Regions from separate parts of the Mus musculus genome. Here regions 2 and 3 are each linked to region 1. Evidence: chromatin contacts called from public ChIA-PET and HiChIP or PLAC-seq data. All regions are on one chromosome and are shown on one strand. The core of a region is the stretch at or near the end of the contact, and the rest is flanking DNA. Distances in the headings are between cores, read along the strand shown. Region 1 has its middle 38 kb from the start of 1700007L15Rik. Region 2 has its middle 25 kb from the start of Muc13. Region 3 overlaps Heg1 (heart development protein with EGF-like domains 1).

The links. ChIA-PET counts read pairs in DNA pulled down with a chosen protein or histone mark. HiChIP or PLAC-seq counts read pairs in DNA pulled down with a chosen protein or histone mark.
Region 2: a contact with region 1 is called in an RNA polymerase II ChIA-PET map of memory CD8 T cells, with 133 read pairs. The contact joins two enhancer-like sites. A contact is called at or near these places in 2 of 484 Hi-C or Micro-C datasets (liver and regulatory T cells), 8 of 115 datasets of contacts at active chromatin or transcription factors (SST interneurons, embryonic basal ganglia, large pre-B cells and 5 more) and 1 of 9 other capture datasets (embryonic stem cells).
Region 3: a contact with region 1 is called in an H3K27ac HiChIP or PLAC-seq map of thymic regulatory T cells, with 5 times the contacts expected there. The contact joins two enhancer-like sites. A contact is called at or near these places in 2 of 484 Hi-C or Micro-C datasets (the HPC-7 cell line and bone marrow-derived macrophages) and 4 of 115 datasets of contacts at active chromatin or transcription factors (T-cell acute lymphoblastic leukemia, embryonic basal ganglia, regulatory T cell precursor and 1 more).

The regions. Positions count from the first base shown.
Region 1 is chr16:33,341,499-33,344,830 of GRCm38.p6, forward strand. No RefSeq gene overlaps it. Among named protein-coding and RNA genes, the nearest start is that of 1700007L15Rik, 38 kb to the right of the region's middle. Within about 2 kb of position 1,838, at least 104 of the 459 cell types and tissues checked have an H3K27ac peak or open chromatin away from gene starts, as enhancers often do. A contact at or near this core is called in T-cell acute lymphoblastic leukemia, memory CD8 T cells, regulatory T cells and 2 more, where this site is marked.
Region 2 is chr16:33,768,222-33,771,553 of GRCm38.p6, forward strand. It overlaps a transcript of Heg1 not described here. Among named protein-coding and RNA genes, the nearest start is that of Muc13, 25 kb to the right of the region's middle. Within about 2 kb of position 1,715, at least 105 of the 459 cell types and tissues checked have an H3K27ac peak or open chromatin away from gene starts, as enhancers often do. A contact at or near this core is called in memory CD8 T cells, regulatory T cells and thymic regulatory T cells, where this site is marked.
Region 3 is chr16:33,712,626-33,715,957 of GRCm38.p6, forward strand. All of the region lies in intron 2 of Heg1 (heart development protein with EGF-like domains 1), which reads left to right. Among named protein-coding and RNA genes, the nearest start is that of Heg1, 30 kb to the left of the region's middle. Within about 2 kb of position 1,821, at least 131 of the 459 cell types and tissues checked have an H3K27ac peak or open chromatin away from gene starts, as enhancers often do. A contact at or near this core is called in T-cell acute lymphoblastic leukemia, regulatory T cell precursor and thymic regulatory T cells, where this site is marked.

The sequences.
Region 1 (3,332 bases), core at 588-3,087:
CTTCCCACCATGACAATAATGGACTGAACCTCTGAAACTGTAAGCCAGCCCCAAGTAAATACTTAACTTTATAAGAGTTGCCAGGATCACGGTGTCTGTCCACAGCAATAGAACCTTAAATAAGACAGTTGGAGAGATTGGCTCTGCAGTTAAGAGCACTTACACTATTCAAGAGTTCAGTCCCCAGCCTCCACAGTCAGAGGCTCGCAACCCTTTAGTTCTAACTCCAGGGGAAGCCGACACTCTCTGCTGGCTTCAGAGGGCATATGCATGTGGCAGGCACATCGATACAAATAGACCATTCTCAAAAAGATTCTCTCTCTCTTTTTTTTAATGTATGTGAGCACACTGTCACTTTCTTCGGACACAGCAGAAGAGGACATCGGATCCCATTACAGATGGTTGTGAGCCACCATGTGGTTGCTGCGAATCAGGAGCCATCTCTCCAGCCCTTTAGAAAGATTCTTAACTGAATTCATCTCTGCTGCTTATTCACTGTGGGGCCTGGATTATTTAGCTCTTCTGCACCAATTTCCTCATTAACAAATAGGAGTATGAGAGTAATTCTCTCATATGGAATTGGGGGAAATAGGGAGATTGGGTTAGATCTGGGGGAGGGGAGGGTCAATAAGATGAATTGGGTAAATATGACCAAAATACATTGTATATCATTCTCAAAGAATTAATACAAATATTATACTCTTAAAAAGGATGATAATTTCTTTCTCTGTGGGTAAAAATGAGCCAAACCAAGCCAGATTAATATATATATAAAGTCAGGTTTATTGGGAAATGGCTCTCGGTTAGGGGCGTTCACTGGCCCAAAGAATGTGCCATTCAGGGAAGTTGCCATAGGGAGGGAGGGAGCTGAGAAAGAGAGCATGCAGAGGAGGAGGAGGAAGGGGAAGGGGAGAGAGGGATGGGGGGGGGAGAGAGAGAGAGAGAGAACAAAATGAATGATATCTGGAAAATATATGGAAGAGCCTCTGGGGGAAGGACAGCCCAGACCCTGGGCTGGGAAGGTTAAGGTAGAGGGTGTGGAATGCCAGGTAGGGACTGAGGGATGCTGGGAGACCCTAGAGGCCAGGTCTGCTTTGGTATGTAAAGTATGCACCTCAGCCTCTTGTCCACATCCGAGACCCAACAAAGAGAATTCATCTCAAAGCACTGTTGTAAATAAATGAGTGAGTGGATCTGCAGCTCTCAGAGCAGAGCTTGTCCAGGGAAAGGGTTTCTTTTTCTTTTTTTTCCAACATAATATTTTTATTGATTATTTGGGAATTCCATATAATACACCTGGATCACACTCACTTCCTAGCCCCTGCCCCTTTGCCCTCCCCAGGGGAAGTATTCCCTTTTGTTGTTTTTGGTGTTTGCACCTGAGGACACTGGTCCCGGTTTCTGGCCATGGCTGGCCCAGACATTACCTCAGTGGCTAGAAGGATGCTTGGATTCCTCATCTCTCCCCTCCTTCAGTTTCGGGACATTACGGGGCAGCTGCATTGTCCCCTGTACCAGTTCTCTTTGGACAACAGCTCTATTCCTACCCTTTGCTGGAGGCCCGGATCTGTTTTTTGAACTGTCAGCCAGGGCACCCGTGCCCCCCTTTACTGTACTGTGTGTCTGCCCTGCTGGGCTCTGGGGTTTGCTGGGCTCTGCCTTTGGACTGCGAGCTGGGTCCAGTACGATGGTTCCCAGATGCTGCTGAGCCGTCTTCCCCTAAGTGTCTATTTTCTTCTGGATGATCGCGTGGTGTGAAACCTCTATGGGTTAGCAAGGTGACCTCTGATCCCTGATGACCTCTGACCCCAGAATTAGACTGATCTGAACTCAACTCCAAGCTGCCCAACTAGGCAGATTCTTTAACTGTCCAAAGTCTCTTAACAAACAATTTACAGGTCTGTTAGGTTTGTGTGTGCACATGCACATTCTGGGTATTAAACCTGCAGAGTCAAGTGCTCTACAACTGGGCTCCAGTACTCAATTCAGCCTCAATTCAGATATTTGAAATAATAGAGGGGACCAGGCTCCCAGGAGGTGTTCACTAAATATGCTGCTTGCTCTACTAACTTATACTCTACTTTTCTTTGCTATGAACTATGGGGAGAAGGGCTGAGGGCTCATTGTTGTTAACACCCTTACCTGTGAGGGAGCTACCTCAGCAGGGTTGTTAGCCGCTAGCCACTAGCCAGGGCAATGACTTAGAAGTATTAGACTTCAGCAATGAGTTTGTGTTGAGCGGCTCCTAGAAATGAATTGATGTGGTCTCAAGATAAAGATGAGCTCATTTCCTTCCCTGGCCATACCACGTGATCAGTCTTGCACCTGCCTCTCCGCGTAACTTAACGTTTTTGGTTTTCTATCGTGCATTCCTGAAAGGTAGACACTCTAAGGGGTCATTGCCCTTTATAGGCTGCTAAAGCCTCATAGCAGACACAGCAGTAGTAGGTAGCTAGCCCCTGTGTCCCTGAAAGCAAGCAAGCCTAGGTCTACAAGATGTCAGGTAGGCTCTTGTCTGCCCCCAAAGGAAAGGCTGAACTTTGTGAATAAAGAGAACCTGGCCCCCGAGTGCTACTGTGGATGAAGTCATGCTCTGCATGAGATACTGCACTCAGATATTACACTGAGGTTGGGAATCTAGTTCTGTTGTGAAGTGTAAGATCAGCACCAGCACACACACAATAAATGCAAATGGAATGGGCATTCTGTATTGGGGTGGGGGGACCACCATAACCGGGATGGGGAGGAACAGCAGTTGGTGGTGACAAATTCTATTCTAGATGAGGGGAAAGGGGACAGTATGAGCAGGGCCAGTGCCCACTTGTAAAACAAACCAGATTTTTGCACAGGGCCAGTTTTAGTAAGCGCAGCAGCTGGAGTCTGAGGCTGGGAGCCATCAAGGGCTGGGGATTGTCTCTCTGCTTCCCTGCTTTAGAAAATGCTCCTGACAGAGGCCTCTGCATCCCACTGTCCTCAGAGAATGGGACTCTGCACACAGCCTGCATTCATTTGCCCTTTGAAGCATCTTCTGAGGCATGGAGCACTGAGTGGCGAAGAAGACACAGACGTATCCGCAGTGAAGTGCCTAAAGTATAACCCAATCTGGGCCAAATGTAGCCCACAGGATCCTAAAAATGAGACACGTGGGCACCTCCAGCCTCTAATTACACAGCGAGGATGACGCAGATTGGCTGCAGCCCGGGTTGAGAGCATACAAAGCCTGCCGCCTCTCTCCTTCTGGGAGGCGGGGATGCAGCTCCTCTGGAAAGGAGAGAACAGGGCAGAGGAAATGTCATTATTGTCAATGTGAACATGTGTGTAACTGTCTACTT
Region 2 (3,332 bases), core at 465-2,964, 430 kb after region 1:
CCATGGTCTGGTGACATGTGTCACCGATGGACTGTCACCACTCACTCTTACCTCCTACAGCAGGACCGTTTAGTCAGGTACAGAGGATTTTAACCATGTTACATTCATAGTACAGAGAGGATTCTGTTGCTCTTGGTTGATGCTAACAAAGTTGCAAAGCATCGCCATCTAGAAGCCATGGGTCTTGTTTGTGTCTCTGTGTGGAACCAATGGTTCCTTGTGTCATTGTGAGCCCCTGTGCTCTGCTTGCCTGAGCCCAGATCCCTTTCGAGGTAGCCAGGTTCTAGCCCTTCTGGCAGTATTCCTGCTTGTTCCAGGCCTCATTGCTATGGGAAGAGCCAGTGTGGTGGCTGTTCCCAGACACTTCTAATGTCTTCAGCTGGCAGCACAGCTGGTGAACACCTGTGTAGGGGGCAAACTCCCAGGTGGTGAACACCTGTGAAGGGGGCAGACTCCCAGCTGGTGAGTCAAGAGTACAGGGCCAGGAGCCTCAAGCCCCACAGAATGAAGTACTCTGTTCCTGGGAAGAATTCCAACATCCAGAAAAGTGTCCTGTGAGTTCCAAAATTGCTTGTTGACTCACAAGTTTGGCCCAAATAGAACGGAGTGAAAGTTTTCATTTTGTTCTTTTATTACTGTGAAAAACACCAGGAGAGCCCCCAAACAAGGGTGCATTCACAGTGGGTCTACCATTTGTAGGTAGGGGAGAAGCTTTCGGTAGAAAGGCCTCTGCCCACCATTGGGATGAAGGGGGTGTGGGTGCTCTCCTACTTGGGGTTACATCCAGAAGGAGCCCCAAGAGGACACCAGCAACCCATGAGCAGAACAGACAGGCTGAGCCCATGCCTGGACACGCAGAGTCTTTGCTAGACAGAAGTGCTCAGAATGGATAATTTGTGTGCATAAAAGTGTCACAGTCCTGAATTGGGCTCCCATGACAAGGGAAGTAGGCAGAAGGGAAAAGCCACACTGCCTAGGAGATAATGAAATGGAGAAGATCCAGGCCAGGTAGAACTTGTTTATCCTGGGGGCATCAGGAACAGGGTTAAAAAGGAGGGTCTTCCTAGTTCCAGCCTGAGCTCTCTAAAACTCCAAGGTTTTTTGGTTTTGTTGTTTTTTTTTTTTTTGTTGTTTGTTTTCTTTTTTTCACTTCATGAGCCAGCTCATGACTACTGGGGCCTATTTCTTAGGAGGAGAAATAGCATCATGTGTTCCCACCATGGGCCTGGCTCTATGCATGTAAGGTAGGTATCTGGCCTTACAGCATGTGGGTTAGCCAGTGCTGAGCACTCAGAGGAGAAGCATGGGAATGTAGTTTCTGTGGCAAACTGCCTGCTTAGCATGTATAACGCCCTGGGGTTTAGCCTCGGAACCACATAAGCAGGGCAGAGTGGTACACTCTTAGAACCCCAGCCCTCAGAAGGTTGAGGCAGGAGGATCAGGAGTTCAAGGCCTTCCTGAAGAACAGGACACCCTGTCTTAAAAAAAGGGAAATACTGGCAGGTTTGTGGTTGGCAAGAGGCATATTGGTACGTGGCTTGGGCCCTCAGAAGTGAAAGGGGGTGGTCTAGGTGGGTTTTTGACATGAACAGCCAGGCTGAGGCAACCCTGTGAGGGCTGCCTGCCTTATTCTCAGACTCCCACGTAGTAGAAGTGTGAACCTATGTGGGCTGGGGGTGGAGTTGAGTGTCTGAGGTGCTGAGTGATCTTCTTAACTGGGGAGGTTGCTTCTAGAAGCGTCTTAAGTCATGTTGAACCAGAACTACTGTACGGTTAGAGCAGTCAAGCTGCCTGGTGGTATTTGAGGTCAAAGACTGAGCTGACTATTAGACTATTGTGGTCTAAAAGAGGAAGTCGTAAAAGACAGCCCGTAGAGGAGAGCAGTGTTGTTGGAAAGAGACTGGAGGAAAGTCTACCAAGATGCTGTCTATTCAGGTGTGAAGTTCCAGAGTGGGCACGGTAGCATCACCCCGGTGTGTGGCCTTTGGGTGCCTCCTTAAGCCACTTTGCCTAGTAGTGACCTGTATGGGTCTCTATAACTATGGGGCTTTGCCCAAAGCAGTAAAGCTGTACAGCCAAGTTGCTCTTGGCTTAGTGTTTCATAACACACTCAAAACTAGGGGCTTTACCCATATTTCTAAATTTATGTTCATTTTTCTTTTGAGACCAAAGCAATTCTTTGGGTAGAAGGACAATACAAGGTTTTGCATTTTGATATTTTATTTAAAACAGTCCATTACAGCAGATAGAAATGTTTATTTCCCTGAAAGCTCTTTTTCTTCTTCTGCTTCTATGGGAGGGTAGAGTCAGGAGTGGACCCCAGGGCCTTGCGCATACCAGACAAGTGCCGCCCTGTGGATCTGCACACCCCCAGCCCTCTCATATCTTCTTGACAGTATCAGTTCAAGGTTCTAGTCTTGTTCCAGCATGTTTGGTTACGGAAATGGTTCTGTAGCTTGCCTTTGGGAATATGTGTTCTTTTCTTTTCTTTTCTTTTCTTTTTTTCTTTTCTCTTCTTTTCTTTTCCTTTCTCAAATCCCCAAAGAAGAAAACACAATAGGAACATTGAAGTTAAAATAATCACTTTAAACTCTTTTTAAAATAACAGGTTAAGATAATAGGAACATTAAAGTATTGAATGTCAATCAATTCATTGTACTTTGGTGTCTCCACAAGGTCACACCCCTTTATGTCTGTTGCAAACTTTAGCCTGCACAGTAGCCTGTGAAACCAAAGGGGGACCATTTAGGTCTGAAAGGAGGCAGGTCCTGGCCTGCCTCTGTCACATGGGCATCTTCAAAGAAAACATTTTTCCAGTGGGGCTGCCTGGTAGATTCTGCTATATAATTTTAAATGATGGGCTCAATATCCTTGTTCTGAATTGTTGAGGAATGTGTGTTCCTCAACAGGGTAAAAAATAGTGATGGGGCGGAGCCAGTTTGTCAGGGGAACTGAACCGACTCCCTTAACTCTGGGCATTACCTAGGCCTGCTCTACAGAGAAAAGGACAGTTTGCCATGAGTTGCTGTGATGCATGTGTGTTGCTGGTGTTACAGGTAAACGGGGATGAGGCTGCAGTACAAACTCCGTTCTGTTTGTCCTGGATCTTGTTCTGTATACCTTTAATGCTGACACCCAGGTTGACTGTGTGAGACCCATCATGAGAATGTTATTTAAAGTTGTATTATAATGTCACCTCCAATAATTATTCAGTACTGTAGTAGCAATGTGTTATTTGTAAGAATTTGGTTATTTTTTATACTTATATCCACTCTAAGTCTGGCGTTCTAGTCAGCAAACAATGATACAATAAAATTAGTAAGATTCCCATT
Region 3 (3,332 bases), core at 571-3,070, 370 kb after region 1:
TTCTTCCTTTAAAAAAAAAAAAAAAGACAGGATCTTACTGTATAGTCCTGACTGTCCAGGAACTCACTGTGTAGACTAGACTGGCCTTGAACTCAACTGCTTATCTCTCAAGTGCTGAGATTAGAGATGTGAGCCACTCAGCCTGCCTCTGACCCTCATTCATTGGGTAGTTGTCCTTCTAAGGCAGTGGTTCTCAACCTTCCTACTGCTGCAACCCTTTAATACAGTTCTTCATGTTGTGGTGATTCCCAACCATAAAATTATTTCATTGTACTTCATAACTGTAATCTTTCTACTGCTATGAATTGTAATGTAAATGTCTGGTTTTCTGATGGTCTTAGGTGTCCCCTGTAAAAGGATTGTTTGACCACCAAAGGGGTTGAGACCCACAGGTTGAGAACTGCTGTTCTAGAACCTTCCATGTTTAATGTTTGCAGTTTTGCTGACTTTCATTGTCCTTGAGTCTTACTAAGAATTTGTCTTCCTTGGTGACCTGGGTATTCTGCTGTAGGTGATGTCAGACTGCCCTCTAAAATGTTCACTACAGAGGACTTTAGTCAGAGAGCATACCCCAGAGAGCGCCTGAGGCCAATGAGGAAACAAACCTCTGTGGAAACAAGCCTCTGCCCTGTGTTTAAAGTTAGCCTGGCACCTTCTAGCCTACCCAGAAAGCTCGATAAACCTCTCCTACTGAATGGACTTCATGAGATTCTACTAACCCTTTCTGAGTCCGTGACTGACACGGGAGCTTTGGGGATGTAGGCCTAAGGAGGACCAGCAGGACCCGCCACAGCAGACTTGGAGTCAACCTGCCGTACCAGCCTGCTCAGTGAATGAGGACAAGCAATGGGGTCCTTGTTCAGGGGAAGAGTTCGTGATTTTTCTAGCAGTGTGACCTAGAGAAAAGCCCAACGCTTAAACCAGTCAGGTCTATAATGTCCCTCAGGAGATGTGCCTACGGACGATAAACCAAGGGCATGGTGGGAGGTTCTTTTGATCTGAAAGGTGGCAGCATTTGATGATCCATACATACTCAGTCTGTGTCGTCTGGGCCTCCTTTACTGCCACCTAGGAGCACGGTGTGTGGAGCTGAGTGTGTTTTTGCCAACTTGACACAAACTGGGAAGAGGATCCCTCAATTGAGAAAATATCTCCATCTGATTGTCCTGTGGGGCAAATCTGTGTGTTTGTGTGTGGGTGTGTTTGTGTGTGTGGTTTTTGTTCTGATTTGTTTTGTTTGTGTGGGTCCTGGTTCTGTAAGAAAGCAGGCTGAGGGGCTAGAGAGTTATCTCAGTGGTTAAAAAACACTGACTGCTCTTCCAGAGGTTCTGGGTTCAATTCCCAGCAGCCACATGGTGGCTCACAACCATCTGTAAGGGGATCCGATGCCCTCTTCCTTTGTGTCTGAAGACGGCTACAATGTACTTATATACGTAAAATAAATAAATTCATCTTTAAAAGAAAAAAGGAAAAGAAATCAGGTTGAGCAAGCCAGTAAGTAGCGCCCCCTCCATGGGTCTACTTCAATGATAAGCTTTTACCTAGAACTTTACAATAAAATAAGATAAACGTTCTTTATTTCCCGAGTTGCTCTTGGTCAGTATTTTATTACGGCAACAGAACACAGAGCAGAACAGACTGATCAGTACAGCACCTTCCACATCCTGGGTAGCCAGGAGTTAATCTGTTTCTGAACAGAATCTATCTTACAGCACCTAAGCACGCCCAGGACGATGAGCCAGGGGGCGTTGCTCTCCACCCTCTCCTGCCTCGCTGCCTCTCTAGACTTTCCGTGGTCTCTTTGACTGTTGGTCCTGGTGTGGGGGCGGGGCTATAAACAAAGCAACAAGTGGCCCCGCCCCGGTGAGGAGGGCGGGGAGGAAGCTCTGTTCTGAAGGCACAAATGTGTATGTTGAATTGTGTGAGAGTGACTACAATTCCGCACTAAATTTAGTGTGAGCTTCCTGGAAATGGGGGCACAAAGGGAAGCTGGGTGGAGCGTGGGATTGTTGTCGGACAGTCAGCATACCGTTTAGCCCATAGGCAGTGGGCGGGCAGTTCTTCCAAGAGGAATATTTATTTATGTAAGGGATTGCTGAAGATCATAATAGAAACTACTTTCAATTGCTGGTTTTGTGAGAGTCGTGCTAATGTCCTTTGAAGGTGACATTTTGTAGACTCGCTAAGAGCTGGGGCGGAATAATGGGTCTTGACTTATGGGAGTCTTTCCTGTGGGCAGTTGAGCTGTTGCAGTCCAGGTAAATGGCTTTGTGGTGATGTCACTTTTGTGAAGGGAGAGGACAGAAACGACGTGAAGGACTTTGGATGTAGTCTGCCTTGTTGTAATACCCGCTGCCTCTGCTTTACTTCTGAGAGGTTCTGGATAGCCGTCAAGGTTGAGCAGTGTGACAGAAAGTGACGCGTGCTCACACCAGGTGAGCAGTCGTTCCCTCTGTGGCCTGTTACAAACACTAGGAACTTAGCTCAGGCCTTGTCCCAGTGGGAGATGGCATTCCAATTTTTTTAAATTTTATTTTAAAATGTTTATTAGCGGAGGGGAGTGCATTTGCCACAGTGTATGGGAGCCAAAGAAAAACTGAAGAACTCAGTTCTTCTCCTGCCACCCATGGCACACAGGACCGAACTCCTGTCAAGGTTGGTAGCAAGGGCCTTTACTGCTGAGTCATCTTGCCAGATTCATTCATCCTTCCTTCCTTCCTTCTTTTTAATTTTCTATTTATTTTTGCTTTTGCTGAGGCTCAAAGTCTGAAGGTTTCTCATTTTCCTAACGCCAGCCTGTGGGTTCTTAGTTAGTGCCGCAGGTGCCCGTGTAGGATCCTAGGCAGTGCCTGTGGACAAGCTAAGCAAGCATCCTTCAACCCCTTTCTCAAGACAGGGTTTCTCTGTGTAGACCAGGCTGACCTTGAACTCACAGAGATCCTCCTGCTTCTGCCTCCCAAGTGCTAGGACTAAAGGCGTGTGCCACCACTGCCTGGCTCAAGCATTGCCTTTTTTTCTAGAGGCACTGCTTTGCAGAAGTGTTCACACACATTGTGTTGCTTTACCGTGAGGATTAAATGAGAATTGTCAATCGGGCAAATAGCACAAGGCCTGGGGCTTTGCCACTGCTTACTTGAGGACCGCTGTTTTGTTTTGTTGGGGGCAGGGTCTTACGCTGTAGTTGAGGTGGGCCTGGAACTTGCTGTGTAGACCAAACTGACTTCCAGCTCCTGATCTTCCTGCCTCAACCTCCCAAGGTTACAACATGTGCCTCGTGCCCAACCAGGGTGGCTTGTTACAGTGATGACGTGGGTGACCGTGGGCTGCACAGT